2 separate regions of the Triticum aestivum genome follow, and region 1 is linked to region 2. Evidence: chromatin contacts called from public Hi-C data. All regions are on one chromosome and are shown on one strand. Each heading gives the region's core, a stretch centred on a gene start, on an enhancer-like site or on the middle of the called end of the contact. The rest is flanking DNA. Distances are from core to core; before and after follow the strand shown.

Region 1 (5,619 bases), core at 1,272-3,771, 310 kb before region 2:
GTAGTGTTTCTTTTGGACAATAATAGATTTTGTCAGCTTAGCAACATCTCGCTTTCCCTTTCCTTTTGAAGTTTTGATGCATTGATTTATTTGTTGTATTGATCCTATTTATTTTCACTTGGTAGCTCTTGCAGCAACTTTTATCAACTTCACATACTCTTCAAGCTAGTCTAGCCGTAGCCTATTAGGGACCCCTGTTAATTATGCTCCTTAGATTTATATATTGATTACTCTCTTTTCTAACATGTGTTCACTTTATAGATTATAATTGAAACACCTGTTTTCTAACATAATTGTTTACTTTGTGCAGGGTAATCACTGGAAAGAATTTAGTGGTTTGATGAATGGTTGCTCTTATTTTTCATTTCATCTTCTTTTTTCTCTGTAATTGGTTTATAAAGGGAATAATTTGTGACAGCATGTTGAATCTTGGTTTATAGAAAGTTGTTCGGTTTAAAGAATTTTGAATTATTTGGTCCTGTCTGCCGTAGCTCCTTGGCCTAGTTAACTTGTGTGTTTGTTTAGTCCCATCTAACAGATTTTTTTTTTGTGTAAAATATTTTCTGCTCATCTAACTTGTATTGCCGTCTCCGATACTGGAAATCAGGGAGGCTATATATTATCTGGTACATATTTATATTTTTAGTTTAGAGGATTAAGAATTGCATCCGAGATCTTGTCTTGAACATATGGCTGTAAAGCCTGTAAATTGCCTTCCTGAGTGGGCCTACAAAAACATATACACATTTTTGTCCATGTAGCCAAGTCTGTCCTCGATATGTTGCTAGTCATTTCTGGCTAGCAATGCCTGATTTAAGCCATCTACCCCAGTAGCAGTACTAGAATTAGCATTTTCACAGTCCTGATCTTCTGGCGCAACCAGAGCCGCCTTCTGCGCGCGCTCTCTGTCCGCTGGGTACGTGCAGTAGAGCAAGGAGTAGATGCTGCAGCAGATGGCCATCGGCACGGCAATCTCCGCGAAGACAGCCTTCGCCAGCGCGGCGGCGTTCTCCCGTTCAGCCATACCGGTGGCGCTGGACGCCGGCTTGTATCCGAAGACCCGCTCCGCCAGGATGCCCACGACGGCCGGCGCGAACGACGAAAAGATCGTCTCGAAGAACCTGTCCAGCGCGTACACCGTCGTCCTCGCCTTCTGCGGCACGATCTCCGCCAGTATAGGGCTGCAAAGGGACCCGAGTTAGCAAACAGCGGAGCAGCAGTGCATGCGAGCAAAGAATCAACAGTGCTGCCACCAGCATCACTCACTTGTTGGTGGCCGGGGGGCACCAGGGCATGACGAAGCCCAGGACGGCGAAGGCGGCGGCGTACGCGGCCCCGGCCGAGGGGTCTATGGGCAGTGCCAGCAGCAGGACGGCGGCCACCGGGACGGTCGACGCCGTGCTCACCTGTGCCAGCGCGACCCTGCCGGCGTTCGGGAACCGCCGGGCCATGGGGTCCCCGATGAGCCCGGCGAACAGCGAGCCGAGCGCCCCGGTCAGCTGGTTGAGGTTGATGATGACGCTGGTCTCCCAGTGCGTGAACCCCACGAGCTCCAGCCACATGGCGGCGAAGGTGAGCGCCGTCCACGGCACCGACCCGGCTACCCCCTGCGCCACCAGGATCTGGAACGTCGGCAATCGCACCACGTCCTTGGCCTCCCCGAGGAGTTCCCTGGCCACCGATGCGGTGCTCTTCTCCGACGCGCTGGGCGGACGGGGGTCCGAGGCGAGGAACCACGTCGAGACGGCGAGCGCGAAACTGAGAAGCGCGAGGATGTGGAATGCCAGGCGCCAGCCGTGGACGCCGAGGAAGGTCGTGGGCGCGAGCAGCACACCGAGTGTGCCCCCCATCATGGCGCCCACGCGGCTCGCCATCCCCAGCCACCCGAACGCCGAGCCGCGCGTCGTGTCGTCGCTGTAGTCGGCCGCCAGGGAGTTCATCGCCGGCACCACCAGCGCCAGGCCGACGCCGTTAAACCCTCTCGCGATCGCCATCTGTACAAAGTAGTCGTGTGTCCCATTTTTAGCTCTAGCTGGCACCGTCACAAGTATGTATTCAAGTAGTAGGCATGCCATGAGGCGGAGGCTGCTGACCTGGACAAAAGTGCCAGAGACGCCGACGAGCATGGTGGGGACGGCCCAGAGGAAGGCGCCCGCAGCCACGACGCGCGCGCGGTCGTGGCGCGCCGCGGCGCACGCCGCGAGCGGGTAGCACACGGCCTGGACGAGCGCGCGGCACAGCGTGAGGGAGCCCAGCGCGGCCGGGGACGCGCCCAGCTCGGCGCCCACCTCCCTGTAAACGGCCGGCAGTAGCGCCTCGTCTGCGCGCTCCAGCAGCGACGCCACCGTCACCAGCGCCAGCGTCCATTGCCTCCGCCGCCGCTGCACCGACGTGTGGGTGCTCGTGCTCACCATTTCCCCGCCCCTCCTCTCCCTAGCCAGCGCACGCGCTCTGATGTCCTCTTCGCCTTGGCCGCTCTGGGAGTCCAGAAGAAAAGCCCCGTAAATAAGGACCGCTCTCGAGTGAGTCTCGACGGGGATGAGATCAACAGAAGTCGCCGATAATTTGATTTTGTTGGTCGGTCGCACCGCATGTTCTATTGGCACGGTGCACTGCATTTGCACTCTTCTGACATTGCACACAATGTACATCGCCGCACGTTTCTCTTCTTGTGCCGCTGAATTATTGTAAGTAGCTACGAACGCGTGAGATGTGTTCAACGGGTGATCGACGTCATACGCCACAGGCTGGGCATGTTCGACAGCAACGGATCACCGACCCAAAACAGATTGCACAGCATCCCTCAGAAAGATCCCACGCATGCATAGTAGTATTTCAATAAAGGGTTAAATTAGAGAGAGAATCATGTACAAGCAGCCTCGTTTAACACAGAATGCGTCGTACTATGTTTTAAACGGCCATTCGCAACGCGTTGAACTCTCGTGTTCCACAATGATGAGATCTTCAGAACTGTAGCGGCGTCACTGCTTCGATAGCGAAGGCTAGTTTTTTTTAGAAATGGAGGCGTACCTCCGGGCTCTGCATCATGATGATGCATGCGGCCAAAAAAGAAAAAATGGGAGAGAATTTCACTTTCCGTCCTCTGCACCAACTAGGGATACATACGGCCATTTTAGTATGAGTACCAAGATAAACATGGTCCTCATAATTTTTTAAATGAGTATCAAGATATTTCTTGATGTATGGTTCTACCACACACCAAGCTTGATCCTCAATAAACGGGGGAAAACCCCTATGCATCACCTGTCAATTCTAGGAATTGAATTCGGGTCGCTAGGCTGCACAACGCATGCCCAACCACTGAGCCAAGGCTCTCTTTGCACCGTATAGAAAATTTTGAGTTAATTCTCATCTATCATAGAACCCCTATTTGTGAAGCGGTGATAACTTGGAAGATATTTTAGAACTGTGGTCACGTTTCACCACATTTTGCAAAAATAGTCCCGATACGATCCATATTTAACGCGCACGTGTGCAGAGAGCACAAGCCATAGAACATATATGTGATGAGTTATTTGCATGTGCGCATAGAAACAACAAGAATGTCACTTAAAAAAACACCCCATATATCATAATCGTCCATTAAGCGTATACCACGCAAGGCAGAACACTATTAACAAGAGCATCATCATCAGAATGGTTAACAAAACCAAATCTCACAATCTCATGTATCACCATATTGGCCCGCCGTGGATGTATAAAGCCTATCCTCTTTCGAGGGTCCCTCAGCTAAGGGGTTCGAAGCTTCTATGAGGGCCTTGAGACTTCCTTGGTGATCATCTGCCTCTACGACGGTTAAGCTATGTAAAAGACTGCAAAGCTCTAATATCAATTGGAATGATCGAGATGGACGTGGAGAGGCTTGAATAGGACAACTAATTGACCGAGATGGACCTAGAGAGGGTTGAATAGGGACAACTAATTTTTTACTACACTTATGAGCAAGTTTAGCTTTTGTGCTACATAAAGTGTGAACCTAAACAATGCTATGATGACATATACAACCTATATGATGTTTGCAAGGTCGAGTGACCAAAGTAAACCACAAGTAAATGAGTTGGGTATAAAATAAGTGGAAACCACGGAGAAGAAGATGTAACCCAATTTACTTCCTTGGAGGGAAATTAGTCGGCGCTGGAGGGGTGGATGTTACCACGAAGGCACACCAACATCGGAAAGGCTCACCAACTTCTCCTAGAGATATCACCAAGCGATTCACAACCAGTAGTGGTAGACATTGAGGCGGCTTCCAAACCTTCACAAACTTTCAGTGCAAACCACAAGTTAATTCCTTCCCGGAGACTCCTACCGCCTAAAAGTCTCCAACCACCAAGAGTAACAAACCTTCAATGAACTCAAAGGAGAACTCAAATTCCTTCGACGGAAATATAGATCGAAGGCTCCTCTCCCTTTTCCCTCAAAAGAGTAGAATGATTTGATTGCGGGGCGTGGAGGCTATGAGGCTTTTGATATTTGAGAAAATGGAGTATGAACGATAAGGAAGCTCAACTTGAATTGGGGAAAGGATAACCCTTGGGGAAGAAGGTGGACCTTTTATAGTTCCACACGAAATTTCCCCGTTGGATACCTTTCAACACCACCCAAAATGTTACCCGGAAACTTTGGAGATACCTTTCGGGGCATCCCAAATTACGGGCCTGACTCTAGGGCACTGACTCCACAAGACAGATGATGCCTCTGTTGTCACCCGGAAGTAGCGCCGGAGGGTGTGCCGGATTCCAGGAGTACCTCTAGGAGCTCCGGATTCCAGAGCTAACTCCGTCTGGCATCATAGGCTTCTCATGTCCACCTGAGGCAGCGCGAGGGGTAGCACCAGATTTTGGCTCGCCTAGAAGGTTACCCCGGAACCTTCAAGGACTTTTTGGGGCACAATGAACTAACACGTTTTGATTGTGACAAGATCAATAACTTGGCTATTTGAGTGGCACTTATCATAGAAATTAGGATGTAGATATTTGGCTATATGAAAGAATTGTGGCTTCACTCTAAGTTCATCGAGAGACCCCTCTTAATAGTGCGGCTTTCCTATACTCACTAAGGATAAAAGAACTATAAAAATGAGTATATTGTCGTGCTTATATCTTTCAAAGTTAGGGGTCAACATCCATTTATGTTTCCAACTTTTGGACCAACCCACATTGTATAAGAGCATCTGCTACCTCTTGAGCTTGCGTTGGTTTTCCCTTGAAGAGGAAAGGGTGATGCAGAAAAGTAGCGTAAGTATTTCCCTCAGTTTGAGAACCAAGGTATCAATCCAGTAGGAGACAACGCACAAGTCACCGAGTACCTGCACAAACAATCAACAACTTGCACCCAACGCGATAAAGGGGTTGTCAATTCCTTCACGGTTACTTGCAAAAGTGAGATCGGATAGAGATAGATAAACGGTAAAGTAAATATTATTATTTTTTGGTTTATAGATCGGAAAGTAAAAGATTGCAAAATAGTAGATCGGAAACTAGTATGATGTAAAAGAGATTCAATATAATGGAAAAGAGACCTGGGGGCCATAGGTTTCACTAGTGGCTTCTCTCAAGATAGCAAATATTACGGTGGGTGAACAAATTACTGCCGAGC
Region 2 (5,998 bases), core at 1,574-4,073:
GGCCTCTGCATCATTGCGATGCACACAGCCATAGAATACTGAACCTATGATGCAACATACCAAAAGATTTCTCCATACATGTGCCACTAAATTGTACTCCCTCCGTTTCAAAATAGATGATCCAACTTTGTACTAACTTTGAAGTATTTGTTTGAGCTAAGCTTGCAAGAATGTACATAAAAGCGAAGCAAACCTTAACTTAAGCTCATACCTCATGAAGTAGCCGTGCTCAGCTGCCATGCCAAGGTTCTCGGCAGGGAACCACTCGTCGAGCGTGCAGCGTTTGAACCCGCTGCAAAGGAACACCGCATTCCTCTGGTCCTGGCACAAGCTGTTGAGTATCTGGACCGACTTCGCAGTGGGGCTCTTGTTGATGGCCTGCGGCATCAGCGTGCCGTCGTAGTCCAGCAGAATGGCGCGCGTCTTCGACCTCCTGTACGCCTGAACAATGTGCTCCATTGCAAGCTTCCTGAAGCTCAGGTCAAGCGAGACCACCCTAAACCGCAGGCCGAAACCGATTCCCCAGCACCGCCGGTTGGAGTGATCCTTGCAGGTCCTCTCAAGGTCCTGGAGGAAGCTGTTGGCCCAGTAGCCGACGTCGTGCTTCTCCACGTAGCGGTAGTGCTTGTCGTGCCGCAGATTCTTCTCCTTCTCAGGCAGCACAAGGGCGCACTCCATGGCATCAGCCACGGCCTCGATGTTCCACGGGTTCACCCTTATGGCGCCGCTGAGCGACGGGGAGCACCCGATGAACTCGGACACCACCAGCATGCTCTTCTTCTCCTCTGGCTTGCACAGCCGCAGTATTCTGTCCAGCTTGTCGTTGCCTTGCCGGGAGGCAACGTACTCGTAGGGGATCAGGTTCATGCCGTCCCGGACCGCGGTCACCAGGCACACCTCTGCAATGACATAGTACGCGACGCGCTCGTAGAACTGCAGTGGCTGGTCAATCAGCACCACCGGCTCGTACCCCGGCGCGCCATACGCCTCGTTGATCCTCTTTACCATGGCATAGGTCTCCTCCTGCACGCCGGCGACGTCCTTCCCCCGGCCCCTCGCCGGGTTCGCGACCTGCACCAGCACCAGCTTGCCCCGCCACTCGGGGTGCTGCCCCAGCAGCTCCTCCATGGCGAGCAGCTTAAGGCTGATCCCCTTGAATATGTCCATGTCGTCGACGCCGAGCATGACGACCCTGCCGTTGCCGGTGTAGGTCTCCATGAGCTCCGCGACCTTGGCTTCCGTCTCCGGCAAGGCGAGCACAGCGTTGAGCTGCTCCATGTAGACCCCGACGGGCAGGATCTTGATGCTGACGGTGCGGCCGTAGTACTCGAGGCAAATGTGGCCGCGCTTGGACTCGTAGGGGAGGCCGAGCATCCGGCCGCAGCAGGAGAGGAAGTGGCGGGCGTAGTCGAAGGTGTGGAAGCCGATGAGGTCGGAGTTGAGGAGCGCGCGGAGGAGCTCCTCCCGGACGGGCAGCGTCTTGTAGATCTCGGAGGAGGGGAAGGGCGAGTGGAGGAAGAAGCCGAGCTTGATGCGGTTGAAGCGCTTGCGGAGGAAGGTGGGGAGCACCATGAGGTGGTAGTCGTGCACCCACACGAAGTCGTCGTCCGGGTTGATCACCTCCAGCACCTTGTCGGCGAACACCTTGTTGGCGGAGACGTAGGCCTGCCACAGCAGGCGGTCGAAGCGGCCGCCGAGGTCCGGGGAGAGCGGTAGCATGTAGTGGAAGAGCGGCCAGAGGTGCTGCTTGCAGAAGCCGTGGTAGTAGCGCGCGGCGGTGTCGGCGGGGAGGAAGGCCGGCACGCAGTTGTAGGAGTCGAGGAGCGCCTGCGCCACGGCGTCCTGCTCGGGGACCGAGACGTCCTCGCGGAGGCAGCCGATGTAGATGAACTCCATGGACGGGGAGGAGGAGCTCTTCTGCAGGTGGCGGAGCAGCGAGTCCTCGTCCCAGGAGAAGGTCCAGGGCTCCTCCGGCGACGCCGGGCGGTGGGCCCGGATCGGGAGGTGGTTGGCGACGACGATGGTGCGCGGGCGCGGCGCCGGGGACGGCGTGGAGGGCGACGCCGGGGAGTCCTCCATGAGCCCCGGCGTGGTGACCACGCTGGGGAGCCGCCGCCGCAGCGCGCCGAGCGCGGCCGGCGCCGGGCCCTGGTCCGCCGCGCCGGTGGCCAGGTCCAACAGGTTGGAGTAGGAGCTCGACACCATGGCCGCCTACCACCACTACCTCTCGCGAGAGCAAGATGCGGGATTCGGCGAGAAGGGGGGCGAATTTGGCGAGGAACGGCGCGGCTTCAATCGGCGAGAAGGAAGAACGGAGCCGCCGATATTTTGGCACACAGTTCCTGGCGAGACAGTTGAAGCGGAGAGTGGTCTGTGGGGAGGTGCCAAGGCCTGGGCTCAGCAACAACAAGGCATCCACCTGACCGACCTGGGGGAGGGGCTTGGGTTGGGTGGGTGTGTGTCTTGCTCCTCTCTGGACCGGTGGAGTGAGCTGAGAGTGATGCACTAATTGTAGAGAGAGAAAGGGAGAGAGGAGGGAAAGATAAAGAGGGCCTTTTTGTACTTTTGACACAAGGGGTGAAACCTTTCGTGCAATTTGGTGATGCCGTATTCCCCTGGCTTGACAAGTGTGTAGCTCACTCCCCGCAGGAAAGACTTGATAGATAGCTATCTTCCTCAGCCTGTGACGAGGCCGATTTGGTCCGCTCCTCTGGGCGACAAACATATCATCATCATCATCAGATGATGGTAAAATTGCCAGCAAATACTATCAAACGGGACTGCTCCGGCTCTACACGATCTGGTGGAACTACCCATGGTGCACGAGGGCGAGCGGCTGCGGGTGAGGACGGACGCCCTTTATAGGAACAAACAGCGGCTCACCTCGTGGTGATTGGACAAGGGAGCGACAGGGACCGTCGCCTGATGGGGCTTCCCGATTCTTCCTCCCTTGCCTTTCTTTTCCCACTGGCCGATCGGGGGTAAGGCGAGCGAGGAAAGCCGAGGGTTTACTACAAGAAAGACGAGGGATGGGACAGGAGGCGACGAGGTCGTGCACGGAGATTTCCTTGCTTTGGTGTTTGGCCGGTGGTGCTTGCTTGGATCTATTGGCCGGTCCCCAGCAAGGAAAACAACTGGGGGCAGCAACTCCATCTGTGGACGGCGGAGAGAGATCGGTGGCCCTCTGTGTCTGTCCTTGGTTCGTTTTACACAAGGGCCAGGGGTTTTTCCAGAGGCTGGAAAAGGAATGGTGTGCTGATTCGCAATTAAAAGTTTCCCGCTATTTTGTGATTGCGGTGTAAATTCGTGCGATCCTCGGTCCAAATGGAAGAGCTATGGCATTAGTGGTTCTAGAAGATTTTTTTTTGCCATGTGCGCTGTCGCAACACGGTCTTTTCACATATGCAGCATACGGTACAAACAAATATTTCATGAGTTGATTTCATGCAACAAATTCTCCGTGCTCAGAAAGCTAATAGTAAATTAAAGTGTTACACTTCTATGTACGTATTATGCATGTGTTCACTAGGGAATTCTGACCACTACATTCTATTTTTGCGGATGGCTTCAATCTATTTGTCGTTTTCGCAATTAGTAGGGAAGAAGAGGGCTCTTTGGATAGACGTATGCAGGTCTCTTCACATATGCAACATCGATAGAAATAGTATTTCCTTAGGCTCTGTTTGATAGCAAAGTACTAAAAAAATCAAAGTATCAGAAACTACAGTAATTTAGCATGCATGTACAAAATACCATGGTTTTAATATAACAACGTTTTTTGAAGTATTCACAATGCAGAGGACCTGTTTGGTTACACCACGTAATGCTGTAAAATTTACTAGCTAGCTGTTGGTCGTGCATCCATTCGTAGCTAGTAGCTAGCAATTGCTTTTAGCGGTGATTAGTAGTAGTACTCGTTAAAAGAGATGAGATCGCCTCTCCGGACCTTGGCTGATCTCTAAAGGATAGCTATGGATTGCTTCGGATCCTTTCTATGATCAACGTTCCAGCCTAGCTATCTCATTCGCATTAGAGAACACGCATGACAGGGGATCGAGCGGCGGCTTGATAGCCAGATGAATTTGTTGAGAATATCTAGCGACCGACTCGTTTCTTTCGCTTGCTCTGTTAAAAAGAAAGAGGTTCAGGGCTCTTTTTATTATGCAGAGAAATTACTACAGTTTTGTAAATACTCTAGTTTTAGTAACACAGTTTTTGGCGTTAACCAAACAGGTCACAGTAAATAAAACCGCGGTATCTAAAAAAATTGTAGTATTCTTAAAATACTTAGAAAATACTTTGCAATCAAACATGGCCTTAGTTGTTTCCACGCAAAAACTCACGTGTAATAAAATCGATTCATACCAAAGCTAATAATAGATTACACATGTAAAGCATGGCACTTCTATGCCCGTGTTTGTTTGGCGGATTTAACCACATCACCGTATTTTGTGGATGATTATAGCATATGTAACTACTTTTACAATTATAGAGAGATGTGCACTATGAGAGGAGGCATTGTCTTTTCACATATGCAACCTACACTATGTTATTTTCTAAATTACACCTCTATATTATTCTTTACTCGGCAGTTTCAGGCATATATCGTATTTTACGGACGACTTTAACACATGTAGCCATTTTTACAACTAATAGAGAGAAGAGGCCCTTCGGATAGACGTATGTGAGTCTTGTCGCATAGGCAGCATGGATAGGAACATTGTTTCCTAAGTTTTTTTTAGTCCAACAAATCATGCATAACTAAATTGTATTTCATAAAAAGGCTAACAATAAATTACACTGTGAAGCGTTACACTTCTATTTCGCATTTACTCAATAGTTCTGACCACTATATTGTATTTTGCAGCTGACGCTACCTCTTGCGGCCGTTTTAGCAGCCCATAGGGATAAAAAGCCCTTTGGATATACGTCTACAAGTCTTGTCACATACGCCATATAGATAGAAACATAATATACTAAGCTATTCATGAGGACAGCGAGGAGGGAGTTGGAGTGTAACTACAGAGGGGAAGCATCCCCGGGATGGATGGGCTAGGCAACCAAAGGAATCTGAAAGCCCTAGATGATAAGCTAGGAGTTACCCCCTCAATGTAACACGGGAATTTGGCCGGTGGCGCTTGCTTGGATCTATTGGTCGGTCCCAGCAAGGAAAACAACTGGGGTAGCAAGTCTATCTATGGACGGCGGAGACAGATCGATGGCCCTCTATGTCTGCCGTTGGTTCGTTTTACACCTGGGGCAGAAGTTTTTAGAGACTAGAAAAGGAATGGTGTGTTGATTCGCAATAAAAAAATCCGGCTATTTTCTCATTGCAGTGTAAATTCATGAGATCCTCGGTCTGGGTACATGAACTATAGCATTAGTGATTCTAGAAGATTTTTTTTTACAACATGCGCTATCACAACACGGTCTTTTCACATATGCAACATACTATACAAACAATATTTCCTGAGTTGGTTTCACGCAACAAATTCTCTATGGCCAGAAAGCTAATAGTAAATTAAAGCATTACACTTCTATGTACATTATTATGTATGTGTTCACTCGGCAATTCTGACTGCTATATTCTATTTTTGCGGATGGCTTCAATGTATTTGTCATTTTCGCAATTAGTAGGGAAGGAGAGGGCTCTTTGGATAGACACCTCTATATTCTTCTTTACTCGGCAGTTTCAGGCATGTATCGTATTTTACGGACGACTTTAACACATGTAGCCATTTTCGCAACTAATAGAGAGAAGAGGCCCTTTGGATAAACGCATGTGAGTCTTGTCACATACGCAACATGGATAGGAACATTGTTCCCTGAGTTTTTTTCATGCAACAAATCATGCATAATTAAATTGCATTTCATAAAAAGGCTAACAATAAATTACAATGTGAAGCGTTACACTTCTATTTCATAAAAAGGCTAATAATAGTTCTGACCATTATATTGTATTTTGCGGATGACATTAGCTCTTGCGGCCGTTTTAGCA

The links. Hi-C and Micro-C count contacts between places; a contact is called where the count stands out from the background.
Region 1: a contact with region 2 is called in a Hi-C map of leaf, with 9 times the contacts expected there. The contact joins the promoter of LOC123092915 here to the promoter of LOC123092913 in region 2. A contact is called at or near these places in 2 of 5 Hi-C or Micro-C datasets (both in leaf).

What each region holds. Positions count from the first base shown.
Region 1 is chr4B:496,980,163-496,985,781 of IWGSC CS RefSeq v2.1, reverse strand. It overlaps LOC123092915 (hexuronate transporter), which reads right to left and starts at 2,521. Exons shown (of 3, transcript XM_044514772.1): 1 at 2,094-2,521; 2 at 1,267-1,994; 3 at 620-1,181. The coding sequence starts at 2,414. The coding sequence ends at 785. LOC123092914 (two-component response regulator ORR21) reads left to right here. Exons shown (of 6, transcript XM_044514771.1): 6 at 311-471.
Region 2 is chr4B:496,670,783-496,676,780 of IWGSC CS RefSeq v2.1, reverse strand. LOC123092913 (alpha,alpha-trehalose-phosphate synthase [UDP-forming] 6) reads right to left here and starts at 2,823. Exons shown (of 3, transcript XM_044514770.1): 1 at 212-2,823. The coding sequence starts at 2,205.